2 separate regions of the Cricetulus griseus genome follow, and region 1 is linked to region 2. Evidence: chromatin contacts called from public Micro-C data. All regions are on one chromosome and are shown on one strand. The core of a region is the stretch at or near the end of the contact, and the rest is flanking DNA. Distances in the headings are between cores, read along the strand shown.

The links. A called contact is a pair of places that touch in the nucleus more often than the background predicts.
Region 1: a Micro-C map of the CHO-K1 cell line shows a contact between it and region 2, with 9 times the contacts expected there. The contact joins the enhancer-like site here to the promoter of Pigh in region 2. A contact is called at or near these places in 6 of 8 Hi-C or Micro-C datasets (the CHK-Q cell line, the CHL-YN cell line, the CHO-K1 cell line and 2 more).

Annotation. Positions count from the first base shown.
Region 1 is chr5:124,716,876-124,724,090 of CriGri-PICRH-1.0, forward strand. No RefSeq gene overlaps it. Among named protein-coding and RNA genes, the nearest start is that of Plek2, 18 kb to the right of the region's middle. Within about 2 kb of position 5,941, at least 2 of the 6 cell types and tissues checked have open chromatin away from gene starts, as enhancers often do. A contact at or near this core is called in the CHO-K1 cell line and fibroblasts, where this site is marked.
Region 2 is chr5:124,543,180-124,550,538 of CriGri-PICRH-1.0, forward strand. It overlaps Pigh (phosphatidylinositol N-acetylglucosaminyltransferase subunit H), which reads left to right and starts at 5,758. Exons shown (of 3, transcript XM_027418371.2): 1 at 5,758-5,985. The coding sequence starts at 5,806.

The DNA of each region.
Region 1 (7,215 bases), core at 4,691-7,190, 170 kb after region 2:
GCAGGTCCCTGAAAAGAAGCTGGAAAGGTGTCAAGTTCCCTGGTTTCTAAACCTGCAAGAAGGGCTTGCAGGGGGGCTGAAGGTGGCAATGGGATAATGGGAACAATGACAACTCCCAAGTACCCATTCTGGTGCTCCAGAAGGCACAGCCTTTAGCCTGTTCTCACTTAGAGTAAAGGGACTCCCTTTGATGAGCCATACAAGGTTGCTAAAACTGTGTTCCCAGAGGGAGCAGCTGTGAGGACCACCAAGAAAAGGTGGTCTGTATCTGGGGCAGGAAACACGTTTCAAAAGAAGCCTGTATATCTACCTCTGGACCATGGAGCATCAAGAACAGAACTTTGGGCATATTGTTGAATTAGGCCTGGTTACCACAATATCCCTTACTGGCTCCCTGGTAGGAAGACTTTCTACGTCCACACAGGCGTCTATCAGCCTGGCTTTCTGGGCATTGGCCCAGCCTTCTTGCGGGGAGATTGACCACCCTTGGCTGGAAAGTAGTATCGTGTGATACCCCCAGGTCCTGGCAAGAAGCCCCAAGACTCTGGGCAAGAATGTATCTATAGGTTCCAGGAAGAAGTCTTCTGTGGGAAGCAGAGCTGTGGTGGCACAGCTGGGCCTCAGGGATCAATGTTCAGGGAAGGAAGTCCCTTGGGAGCCAGAGAGGCTCAGAAGAGCATTAGTAATTGGCAATCAGTTCTGTGTCCCTCCCCTGCAGAAGAAGACTGGCAGCCTCAATAAGTGGCTTGCTAAGCCTCCTCTAATGGTTTGTTTGTTTGTACTGTATACAGTACAAAAATGTGTGATCAACAAACTTAATGGACACCCCTCACTTAGTGGTGTGACAAGGCTAAAGTCACAGTGGGGTGATGCTTATCCCCTGCCATCCAGACCATGAACAGCAATGTAACTATTAGTCACTTGAATCCTGGGATCTTGAGGAGATAAAAGGAAAGGGTGGCATCCAATTATAGATGTCTAGAGGCAAGGATCCTACAGACTCTCTGTAGGTATTCTGTTAATTCTTCGTGACCATCCTGGGATTTTGACAAAAAAAAAAAACAAACAAACAAACAAGCAAAAATCCTTGTATGAATTCCTTACCTAAGGCTCAGGAGACATTGTGGAAGAAGGGGTGGAAAGACTGTAAGAGCCAGAGGTTCAGGCAGTTAGCTGTGAGGCTGTGTCTCCTAGGAATGTCAGAAGCCACATCCATGAAGTCACCAACATGACTGCCTAAGCATGAGCTGAGCAAGGACACCACCAACAGACAGGACAAAGTGGATGGCGGGGAAAGACAATGAGGCCTCAACCCTACACAATAGACTACAGACAACAACTAAGGGATGCTAAGAATGGGGAAAATAGTCTTCCCAGGGAAGAGCACACCAACTGGTTATCTAGTAGCAGTCAGTCTTGAAAACAAGCATAACATTATACAGAATGAGAAGTTTATATTTAGGAACACACACACATACACATAACAACAATTACTGAAAAAAAGAGGCCATGAATTTCAAAGAGAACAAGAAAGGGTATATGGGGGGCTTGGAGGGAGAAAAGGGAAAGGAGAAATGTAATTACAATACAAAGAAAACCCCTGTATGACTATTCTGAATTTTGAGGGGGCTTGTAGAACTAAATACATTATAACTATGCAATGACCATGGCCACTGGGTCCTGTTAGGGTGGGGTGCTGATGCCCCTGGGTCTGGAATGTTCTCTGCATCCTCACTATCCACCTTTTTATTTCTGTGGGTATCCATGGTCTGTTGTTTGAATCCCTCTTCAGTCCTCCAAGGGCTTTCATGTCTGTGGTTTGCTTAGAGTCTCGTTGAGTGTAGCTTGAGGGCAGTAATGGACCATCTGGTTCGATGCTAAAAATGCTTGCTCTTGGGCTCTCTTTAAAGATTCTGATTGATGAGTCTTGGAGGCTCCAGTCTTTATTCCAAGAACATCCCAGTGTTTCTGGGTTGTCTACCCAGTCCTGCCGCCTTTATTTTTAAGACAAAGTTCCAAGACTGGCCTACAACTATCCATCCTCCTGCCTCAACTCCTTAGACTCTGCCATGAGAATCATCGTAAAACAGCTAACTGCTGAATTGTTTCTTAACTTAAATAATACTATAATGAGCACTTTGCAGCAGTGACTCCACACCCCACCTCTTGAGTTACTTTCTTTAGTCGTATCTGTGGAAATACGACTGGAATCAAAGGATACAATGTTTTAGGTGTTGTCACATTAGCATCTGGGAAAACTGCACAACCAAACATAAAATTGCATCACTTAAATAGATTTTACTTCCTTTTGAGCCAGGATCTTGCATAGCACAGGCTGGCATTGAACTTCTGATTCTCCTGCCTCTACCTCTAGAATGTTGGGGCTATAGCCATATGCCACTATGCTTGGCTAAATTTGATTTCTGTTTTGTTTGAGATAGTGTTTCATGCATTGCAGCCTGTCTTTGAACTCACTATGTAGCCACGGCTGGCCTTTAACTCCTGAACATCCTGGTTGAGAGGGAAGGGGTGTTGAGACAACTTCTTACTATGTAGACCAATCTGGTTTCAAATACACAGAGAGCTGGTGGTGGTGGCGCATGCCTTTAATCCCAGCATTGGGGAGGCAGAGGCAGGTGGATCTCTGTGAGTTTGAGGCCAGTCTAGTCTACAAAGCTACACAGAGAAACCCTGTCTCAAAAAAAAAAAAAAAAAAAAAAAAGTCAAATATACAGAGCCCTGCTTCCCAAGTGCTGGGATTAAAGATGTTCTATGCTAGACTGGCCTTAAATTGGTTTTTATAACAATATAAGTGTTAGTTGAAGCAGGAGACTGAAGAGTGGTAGGCTAGCCTGGGACACATAGTGAAACTGCCTCAAAAATAAAGGGGGCCGGTGTGCTGGAGAGATAGCTCAGAGGTTAAGAGCACTAACTGCTCTTCCAGAGGTCCTGAGTTCAGTTTCCCAGCAACCACATGGTGGCTCACAGCCATCTGTAATGAGATCTGCAGGCATATATGCAGACAGAACATTGTATACTTAATAAATAATACTTTTGTTTTTTCAAGACAGGGTTTCTCTGTGGCTTTGGAGGCTGTCCTGGAACTAGCTCTTGTAAACCAGGCTACTCTCAAACTCACAGAGATCCACCTGCCTCTACCTCCTGAGTGCTGGGACTAAAGACGTGTGCCACCAACGCCCGGCATAAATTAATATTTAAAAAAAATAAAATAAAAATAAAGAGTGGGGAAATGGAACTGGGAAGATGGTTCAGAAATCCTAGTGGCCCACCTGTAATTCTCGTCTCAGAATTAAGAGGCAGGTTCCCCCAGAACACACTAGATAGCAAGATTTGTCATACTGGCAGAGAATAAAATGGAGAGGTAATTGAAGATGATTTCACTTATTAACATCAGGCCTCCACATGCAGCAACCCATCCACACATGTGCAGTACACACACACACACACACACACACACACACACACACACACAGAGAGAGAGAGAGGGGGGGGAAGGAGAGAGAGAGAGCAGGATAGGCAGGAGGAGGAGGAGGGGGAGGAGGAGGAGAAGAAGAGAAGAAGAAGAGGAAGAGGAAGAAGAGGAAGAAGAAGAAGAAGAAGAAGAAGAAGAAGAAGAAGAAGAAGAAGAAGAAGAAGAAGAAGAAGAAGAAGAAGAAGAAGAGAAAACAAATCACAGAAAAGCTACCTAGACTGCTAGTTCAAGATTTGCAGTTTGGTTGCTCATTGTCCTATTTATTTGTGTGTGAACTGTTCCTTTGATTCTTATCAAGATGAATCATGATTCTGGCTTTTTTTTTTTTTAACTTGGGGCACTTCTTCAGTTATTTTGGGCAGAGTGCTTTATTTGCTGCATGTGTTTCTCCCCCATCTGCGGCTTTCATTTTCCTGTTTGCTTTGTTGCATTGGGTGGCACAAAAGGCTTTTAAGAACAGATTTAGATCCATCCCTCCTGTCTCCAATGTCTGGTGCAGGGTTAGTTAAAATGCTCTCCCGTCACAGCTGAAAGTCATCTGCATGGCCATTTCTTCCTCTGGCTTCTTGTGGCTCATTTGGAGCACACTGCGATATATGATATGAAAAATGTGGATCAAAGCTGACTCTGAGCTGTGCTGATGTCCCACTGTTTGCTGGGTAGCGACTTTTTCTTGCACAGTTGTGTCCATGCTAGTTCACTTTAAGCTAAGTCTTTCAATAACAAATCTGTTTTAACAACGTCTGTGCTAGTCCCCTAACTCCTCTTTCTTTGTTTTTGAGACAAGGCTCACTGTATATCAATGGCTGGTCTCGAACCCACCAAGATCAATCTGACTGCCTCCAAAGAGCTGGGATTAAAGGTGTGTGCGCCACTACACTCGACTATCTTTTCTTATTTTTGTCCTGGTAAAATATAGTGATTGATTATTTTAAGTTCATCTGCACATTTCTTTTTCCTTGAAAGGTATTTTTTGAGCTGGACATGGTAGCACACACTTGTGATCCAGCACTGAAGTGGCTGATGCAGGGGGATTACAAAGTTCCTGTCAGGATGGCCTACATTGTGAGGCCCTGTCTCAAACAACCAAACTTAAAAACCTTTTCCCATTCAAACTCCAAATGAATTTGAACATTTATATAACTTACAGAATGCATCTCATTTCTGTTGCCCCTACCCATTTTAGTCTTATTATTTTGACTTTGCAATTAGAATCAAGGGGGTTGGAGAGATGACTCCGTGGTTAGAAGCAGGTCCCACTCCTACAGAGGAGTAGAGTTTGGTTCTTGGTATCCATGCCAGGAAGCTCACAACTGCCTGTAACTTTTAAATATGGGGGGAAGGTGTCCCATGGTTATGGCTTTCAAGGGCACTTGTATTTGTGTGCAAATGTTCACACAGACATACACACATACACATAATTAAAAACGTCTTTTTTTTTTTTAAATCAGAATCAAGATGTAGCCCTTGATCAATCGGGTTTTTGTTTACTCCTCCCATTTAACTTTTTTTTTGAATGACATATTTTACTCTAAATTCATTCCCAGCTACATACTTTGGTTTCTGAGTTGCTGGTTTGAGTAAACCGGTTCTTTCCCCTATGCCACTCTCATCCTCATGCTTACCAGAATAAAATCATTTTGACCCAAAAGCCATGTGGCTAAAATGGTACACTTTTGCCCTCCTGACCCAGCAGATGTCATCTCTTGGCACCGGCCCGTAGACGTCTTTGAACTGTTCTGAGGACACTTGAGACTCCCTTTCTCGCTTTTCTTTTCCTTCCCTGTAAATGGGCAGATTATCTTTGCACTGCCTTCCTGGTCTTGGACATTACTCATTCAAAAAAAAAAAAAAAAAAAAGACTCAAAATATTCCAGAAGAGCAGTCTCTATTAACGTATGAAACAAGAAGATAGAGTGTACTTAGTTGAATGGTGTCTCCTCAACATTCATGCCCACCAAAATATCCGAATGTGACTGATTTCAAAATGGAGCCTTTGCGAGCAGAATCAATTAAAATGAGGTCATACTTGGATTAGAACGACCCCTACAGCTAATGACTGGTGTCTTTATAAAAGAGAAAACACACGGAGAAGCCATGTGGTGAATGAGACAGAGAGGGGAAGGGTTGTGTCTGCAAACCAAGACATTTGGGCATTGCCAACATCCTCCAAGACCTAGGAGAGAGACAGGACAGGTTCTCGCTTCCACCCTCCACAGGACCCAGCCCTGGGGACACCCTGAGAATGCACATTTCTCTCTCCCTTGGAGGGGCAGCTGTAGGGCTCTAGTCATCCCCACCCCCCTCCCACAACGCCTGTCTTCCAGAGCCTCTTCATTGCTGGCCTTTCATCCTTGGATCAGCTGGGACAGAGGAGGAGTGTCATTGCTAGCCTGGCCATCTGGGACAGAAGAGGGGTGTCACTGCTAGCCTGGCCAGCTGGGACAGAGGAGGAGTGTCACTTCTAGCCTACCCGCACTGCTAGCCTGCCCGCAGCAGAGCATGAGTAGTCCCCTCTGGAATGCAAACATGAAAGAAGGATGAAATTTCTCCTGTTTCCTGACCAACTGCAAATCTGTCTGCAGCAGGACTATTTACAGCACATTCTGGTTTTAAGCACCCAGGGCTCCGTCATCAACGGATATTGTGGGACATAATTCAAAAGTTTCAGACCACCAGGCTTTCAATCTTGGCTCCACCACTTTTTAGAGACCTAGTTCTGGACAAGTCACTAAACTACCCAACTCAGGTGCTGGGAACCGTTGACTCAAACATTTTTTTGTTGTTGTTTGTTTGTTTTTGTTTTTGTTTTTGTTTTTTTGGAGACGGAGTTTCTCTGTGTATCTTTGGAGGCTGTCCTGGAGCTCACTTTATAGACCAGGCTGGCCTCAAACTCACAGAGATCCGCCTGCCTCTGCCTCTTGAGTGCTGGGATTAAAGGCGGGCCCCACCACCGCCAGGCTCAAATTTAGGTCCTTTGAAAGAGCAGTACCAGTGTAAACTCATGAGCCGCTTCTCCAGTCCCTAGTTTCTTATTTTTATTTTTTGAGTGCTGGGGATCAAATTCAGGGCTTCATTTGTGATAGGCACATACCTGGTTGCTGAATCATGTCCCCAGTCTAGCTCTATGTCTTTATTGAAATAAAATGTCAATAATTCATTTTAAAGTTTTTTTTTTCAGTGTGTGTGTGTGTGTGTGTGTGTGTGTGTGTGTGTGTATGACCAGCCAAAACCAAGAGAGGTGGTCAGATACCCTAGAACTAGAGTTCCAGGTGGTTGTGAGCTGCCTGCTGTGTATCCTCTGGAGGAAGAGCAAGCGCTCTTAAACACTGAGTCATCTCTCCAGCCCCTGGAAATAGTTCAGGGCTAGGGATTTAATTCAGTTGTTCCAGTGCTTGCCTGGAATGCACAAAGGTTTCCCCTGCACAGTATACACCGGGCATGGTGGCACACGCCTGTAATCCTAGCTAGCACTGAGGGGGTAAAGGCAGGGGGTTCAGAGGGCATCTCAAGTGTTTGGAATACATGAAACCCTGTCTTTAAAAAAAAATGGTTTTTAAAAACATTCAATGAAGAACCAAAAGTAAATAAAACTCTCTGCCCTCGTTCCAAGTTACAGGTCTATTGAAAGGCAATACAAAGGGCTCGCTGTTGGCTGCTGGCGTGTAGCAACACTCACATAGATGCTAGATATAATCATCGAAGATACCATTGTTAGTAGA
Region 2 (7,359 bases), core at 4,508-7,007:
ATGACGAACTGGCCTGTCTCTCATAGGCTGTGATTGTAAATCCTGTAACAAACGTGCTAAGATCTAGTTGAATGGACTTGTCATTATGTTTGGATCCACTCTTTGTTTTGGTTTTAGTTTTATTTTTTGTTTTTGTTTGTTTGTTTTTGAGACAGTTTCATTCCTCATAGTTCAGGCAGTTCAGACTGGCCTTGAACACAGGACCCTGCCTACCTCCATCTCTCTAGTGCTGGGATTTCAGGTGTGAGCCACCAAGCCTTGCTAGGTTCATCTTTTTAAATAAATTTTCCCATAAGTTTGGTTTGTGTTATTTAAAAGCCTGTAGTAAGGGTTGAAGATGTCACTTGGTGGTAGATCACTTGCTTAGCATGTACAAGGAAGGCCTGAATTCAAATTCTCAGTTCCGAAAAACCAACCAACCAAATATACCAAAAGGAAACTAGCACTTGAGTGTACCAGGATACAAGACATCCTGGTATCAGGAGGAAATACTTTCCACACAAAAGTCAGATAGATGTTCCACGAATTAAATTGGAACTATCAAGTGTCTCTATTGTGGAACACCACAAGATGGCGTTGTGACTCCATGGGAAGGAGCTCTGCTTTCTGCTTTGTTTTCCTTTCTTCTCATGCCTGGCTTTCCCCGATACCCTGAGTGTGTGGTATATGTGCATATGTATACTCATGTGTGAATATGCAAGTGTGTGTGCAGGTGAGCATGCATGAGTGTATAGACTACCCATGTTAATGCCAGGTATTTCTCTCAATTCCTTTCCACTTAATATATTGATTGACAAAGGGTCTGTCCCTTGGACCCCAGCTCCCCAACTTGATTAGTCTAGGTTGTCAGCACACCCTAGGGATCCCTGGCCTCTGGTGTTCTGGAATTATAGATGGACCATTATGCCCACCCAGGAAGCTGTGGATCTGAATTCTGGTCCTCATGATTTGTTCAGGATGAACCATCTCTCTGACATCTACTGTTTTGATTTGTTTTAATGGGGTCTCTGTCAGCCACAGCTGTCCTGTAACTCACTATGTAGACCAAGATGACCTTGAACTCACAGAGATGCACCTTCCTCTGCCTCCCAAGTGCTGGGATTAAAGGTGTGCACCAGGCTCTGCCATGCTTTTCTTACATAGACTAATTATTAGACTTTCTCATTGAGTGGGAAGACAGAACAATAGGTAAAAAAAATAATGTTACTGTTTTGCTTTAATAGTGTTGTTTTTGTTTTGGGAATTATTTTGGACAGTCTCACTAGGTAACTCTAGCTGGCCTGAAACTCACGAGTTGGCTTTGGACTCACTGGAGTCTGTCTCTTGTTTATCACTACTCTAGAGCTTTCTGTTATTTTTGTCTTTTGCCTTGTATGGGTCCCTGAAGAGCCAAAAGAGGGTGTGAGATTTCTTAAAGCTGGAGTCAAAGGCAGTTGTGACTGCCTGATACAATATGAATGCTGGAAACTGGTCCTTTGAAAGAGCAAGGAACACTCTTAATTGCTGAGCCATTTCTTAGGCCCCTAAATAAAGGGGAGGGGCACATGACATAGAAATGGGGATCAGAGGACAACGGTTCTTTCCTTCCACCATGTGAATTCTGGGTATTGGTGGAAAGCACTTTTACTGGATAAGCCACCTTAATGGTCAATGTATAACTATTTTAAATGAATTATAAAGTCTATAGAAATAGCTAAAATTCCCAAATTGTTCTTTTTTATTTACAAAATGGTGTGTATTAGCACAGTTCAATGGTTTGTATTAGCCTGGCTGGGTATGGTGGCTCACACCTTTGATCCCAGCACTCGAGAGGCAGAGGCAATCAGATCTCTGTGAATTTGAGGCTAGCCTGGTCTACAGACTGAGTTCCAGGGCAGTCTGGCCTACACAATAAAATCCTGTCTCAAAACAGTAATAATAATAGTATAAATAGTTATAGTTTTGCTTATTAACCCACCTTTGGTTATAGGCATGTTGACCATGAGCTTTTTGATAGGTAATTGAAAAGTCATTACACCCTTTCATTCCAGAAGACTGGCTAGGGATCCTGGACCTGAGGAGTAACAGAGTGCCTCACTCCTTGATTTGCTTTTTCCTTGTGTACCTCAGCCCAAATGCAAAAGACGTGAGCAATGTGTCGATGCCATTAGGCACACACACACACACACACACACACACAAAATGCATGGAGGAAAACCTGCTTCCTCCTGCCAAAGGAGGAAGACAGGAAAACTTCACCCTATAACTATTGCAAAACACCACAAGGAAAGTGTGGCTCTCTCTGCTAGCTCTGTCTGCTAAGGTTGAGTGAGAGACCCAAACTTTTTATCTTCACCAGGTCTAAGGACTTGTCACAACCTGCCACTAGGGGGCTGCAACAACTTTCATCCCCGTGGAGCAGTGGGAACCTCTCCTAATCCTACCTCAGAGAACATGTAGAGAGACTGGACTTCCACCCCAGCCATTGGGTCCAAACAACACCGCCCCAGCCAGGCTAAGTGGAGGCTAAGTGAGGAGCCTGGACTTGTTTCTACCTCTGCTTGGTGATAATGTTGGAGGGACCTCTTTCCCTGACACAGTAGTGGTAGAAGAGTCTTGACATAACAGATTTAAATGAGGCCACAGATTTCATAATATCCCATATTCCCAGGTTTCAACTGGAAGTCACTCATTATACTAAGAGACAGTATATAAAACAAAACAAAACAAACAACAACAAAACTACCAGCATGCTTGTGGGTCTTCAACACACACACACACACACACACACACACACACACACACACACACACACCTCTGAGAATCAGAAAAGAGGAAATAGATGTTAGATTGCTTTTTTTTTTCCTGTGATGGTTTGAATGACAATGGCCCCCATGGACCCTTATAGTGGTGTCTAGTAGGTGGGACTATTTCGGAAGGATGAGGAGGTGTGGCTTTGTTGAAGGAGGTGTGCCACTGTGGGCTGGCTTTGAAGCTTCAGATGCCCACACTACTCCAGTTGGCGCTCACACTTTGTGCTTTGGATCAGATGTGAGCACTCAGCTACTGCTCCAGTGCCATGACTGTCTGACTGCCACCATGCTCCCTGCCATGATGGTCATGGACTCAACCCTCTGGAATGGTGAGATCCAATTAAATGCTTCCTTGTATAAGTTGCCTTGGTCATGGTATTTCTGTCACTGCAATAGAGAAGTAACTAAGACATTTGCATATGTCTTAAAATACACAAAACAGTTAAACAGAAACCAGGCATTGTAGTGTATGCCTTTAATTGAAGTGGCTAAGGAAATGCCACTTGTCCTGACCTTACTCTGACTCCATTTTATATCTGCTCAGGTGCTCTTTGGCCCTTAAACCCAAGGATAGTCATGTCTGCCTTGGCGACACATTCAGGACCTTCCATGACCCTGGCCATGGTTCAAGTGCATAACCAAAGTATCTGCTGATTGTACAGCCCAAACAATTGTCACCAGGTTCTCTGACGTCTGACAATGATGTCACTGTGGGTTTTGCCTTTAAAAAATGCTATACCCCTAAGCTTGGGGCCGAGAGTGTTTCTGAGGCTCTGGGCTGTTCATGGTCACTGGCCAATTAGGACTCCAATTTGACCTTATATGCACGGTAGCCTGTAACTTTCTCACATGAACGCCAACGTAACCCAGCACTTCAGAGAAGACTGAGGCTGAAGGATCACAAGTTGGAGACCAGCTGGGGCTATAGCGTGAAACTTGTTTTGAAATATCTCCCACCAAAATCAAACAGAATAAAAGCTATACAGTAAGACAGCATTCTCTTTTTTTGCATTTTTTATTTGAATTAGAAACAAGATTGTTTTACATGACAATCCCAGTTCCCTTCTCCCTCCTGTCCTCCCCTACCACCCCTTCCCTAACTAAAACCCTACCTAACACATACCCTTTCTGCTCCCCCTGGATGGTAAGGCCTTCCATAGGGTGATAAGACAGCATTCTTAAACAGAACATTTATTTATCGTGTGTGTGTGTGTGTGTGTGTGTGTGTGTGTGTGTGTGTGTGTGTGTGCACGCATGCCATAGCTAGTGAGCATGTGGCAATCAGAGGACAACTTGTGAGAGATGGCTTTCTCCTTCCACCTTGTGGATTCAAGAAGGGGAGTCAAGCCTTGGAGGCAGGTGCCTTTACATACAGAGCCATCTGGATGGCTCATAACACAGTATTCTTAGAACTACTAAATCTACATTTAGCAAATACTAAAACAAGAGCTCCAGAAAAAGATTTTAAACATCTGAGCCTCAGAATGAAAAGTCAGTTGAATTATTTGATTACATTTGTTTCTTGATTATTCATATTTATAGTGACTCAAGTATTCAGAAAAAAATTCATCAGTATAAATAATCACCCATCATCAGAAGTAAGATTACTATCATGTACTGCCACAGTCTATCCATGCAAATATATTGCCTGGTTCTAAAAACCAAGACTCTAGAAAGTGTGGCAAAGACTGTCTAGTAGTGGTTCCCCCAGTTATTTTTCCCCAGCCTGCCTCCATCTTAGGCTTAAAAGTCATCTTACAATAAAGACAAACTAGGTTCGTTCCCGTTCATGATTAAACCTGTTTTTCAAATATTGGGCCATGCCTCACATGTAACCTTAACTACAAATGGTTCTGTATTACCTGTTCCAGGAATAGCAATCATGTCTTTGTTTGAAAAAGTTGTTTATAACCGTCTTACAACCCAACCTTTGTTTCAAAAGGTCACATGACCACCTATGACCACCTGTTATGACTGCCTTGTTATGCCCACCTTGCAACCTTGTCTTTGTTTTAGGAGGGACTAACTTATTATGCTTATGTTCTGCTCCTGTAATTCTGTCTATTTGGTCTGCCAAATCCCCCATTTGGAAACCTGAGCTATAAAAGCTTTGTCTTCCTCACATCCAATTCTGACCCTTGTACCCTGCCTTAGTGGGAGGCAGCTGGTGTATGTGAATAAAAAAGCTTGCTTTAATTAATCGCCTGCTTTAGTTAATGTGGTCATGATGGTTTGTGTCTGTGATCTTCCTCTTCCCATCTTTGTGGTTAACATACTCTTTTAACAGCTGAGTCTTAGGCCTACCTACGTTCCTAACTTTGTTTTTCCGTGCATACTAGCCTCTGTAGTTTTTTTCATTCCTGTGACTTAACCCTGTTCCAGCCTGAGAGCTTTGCTTTTTTCTGGACCTTTGGGGTTTTTTGTTTTGTTTTGTTTTTTTGTTTTTTGTTTTTTTCCTGGAGATTTTCTCCCCCAAACATCCCCCAGATCAGTGTAGTCCTCATCCTTGTAGGATGAGAGCTTCCCAGTCCTTCTCTACTGAGAGCTTTACTTAAAACTTCCCAGTCCTTCTCTACTGGTCTGAACATCCCCTCCCCCCAATAATACTATTTTAAGCTACGTCCATATTGCTTTTTCCTACTAGGAAAGAAGCTCATGGGGAAGGGGCTCTTCATTACCTAAAATTCCTTCGCAAGGAAATGAATTCGTGAATGAATGACTACACCCGTGGACCACTTCTTGGGGCTCACTCTGGCGTGGCTATATAAATGAGTCAGTCGAGTGAACAGAGATTTTAATCTGCACAAAACTGGTGCCACGAATAGGGACAGTCTGGGCTAGGGACAAACTGGAAGAACCAGCTTCAATCCCCAGCCCTACTCTCTGTGCGCAACTACGGCTGCGCGGAGCGTGTGGTGGGCGGGGCTGAGCCTCTTCTGGAACTGTCCGGAGCCAGCGAGACTTCGGTCCTCCTGGTGGGCTAGAGCGGCGCGAGCGCCTGGCGCACGGGGCCATGGAGGAAGAGAAGAGCTTCTCGGATATCTGCGGCGGCCGCCTGGCCCTGCGGCGCCGCTACTACTCGCCGTACTGCCGCGAGTTCGGCCTCAGCTCGCCTCGGCTGTCGCTGCGCTCGCTCACCGCTGTCACCTGCGCCGTGTGGCTGGTGGCTTACGGACTCTTCACCCTGTGCGAGGTAAAGGCCGGCGCACGACCCTCGCAGGCGGCCGGCTTTTAAAGGGCTCGGGGCTGCAGGGCGGGGACGGTCTGGGTCCCCGTGGTTGGACTGTTCAACCCAAAAAGTCTGTGCTCCTGGCCGTTTTCCCTCAGTGGGTGGCTGCCCTGCTCACCCGCGGAGCACACCTCCTCAGAGAACTGTCAGTGCCTGCTCCTCCCCGGGGCATCAGCCCTCACTGTCTAATAGCCAGCCTGCCACAGAATTCCAGAAAAGTGCTTCTGCCCCACCACACAGCTGTGCATACAGAAGGAGTGCTCTATTGCTTCCTTATCTCTGCGTTTCATGTGAACTACCTCCCTTCTCCCAACCCTTCCCAACTTAAGTTCACTTTCTAAAGAATTACCAGATTTAGAGCATGTTTTTTATGCTGTTTCCAGACTTTATAGTGTTTTTTTGTTTTGTTTTCTTTTCTTTTCTTTCTGAGCCTCCTTTTTCACAGATTAAGATGGAATTAATGGTTCATAAGATTGTGAAGATTCAAATGCTGTGAGTTTGTGACAGTTCTCAAGTAAAAACAGTCATCCTTGGTCCTTGGCCGGGATGAATTCAAGTTTCCCGTATAGTGCCCTGAAATGAATATATTATTCCAGGAGTGGTCTTGCCAGAGCTAAGAACACCAGAACTGTTTACTTCTGTAATTTTCATATTGCTTATATTAGAACATCCATTTGCTTACCCTCCCCCCTCTGTGTCTGTGTCTGTGTCTGTGTCTGTGTCTGTGTCTGTGTCTGTGTCTGTGTCTGTGTCTGGCTGGCTGTCTCAGTAGATATTAGTACTGGCTGGCCTGGAACTGGATTATAGGCCAAGTTATGTAGAATCTGCCCCTCTACCTTCCTGTGTTGGGAGCAAGGGTTTGCTTCATCACACCTGGCCCATTAGCTTTTGTGACATCAAATCATATGGCAGAGTGAAGTAATTTACATAGAACTAGATGAAATTAAGACCACTAATTTAGGGCTTGGGGGATAGCTCAGTAGGTAAGGGCTGCAGCTGCCTACCTGATGACCTTAGTTGAATCCTCCAAACCCACATGAAGGAAAGAATGATTCCCAAAAGTTGTCCTCTGACCTCCACACAATAAATACTATGCTGCACACCTTTAATCCCAACACTAGATAAGCAGAGGCAGGAACATCTCTAAGTTCAAGGCCAGCCTGGTCTACATCAGTGCACATCCCCAGCTCCAGAACTACCAGAGCTACACAGTGAGATCCTGTCTCAAACAAAACAACAAAAAAATATTTTAAAGACCCTAATTTTTACCAATTTTCATCTAAAAGTTTCTTCACAGGTCAGTTGAAGTTATTAAGTTGACCTAACCCTACCCCCAAA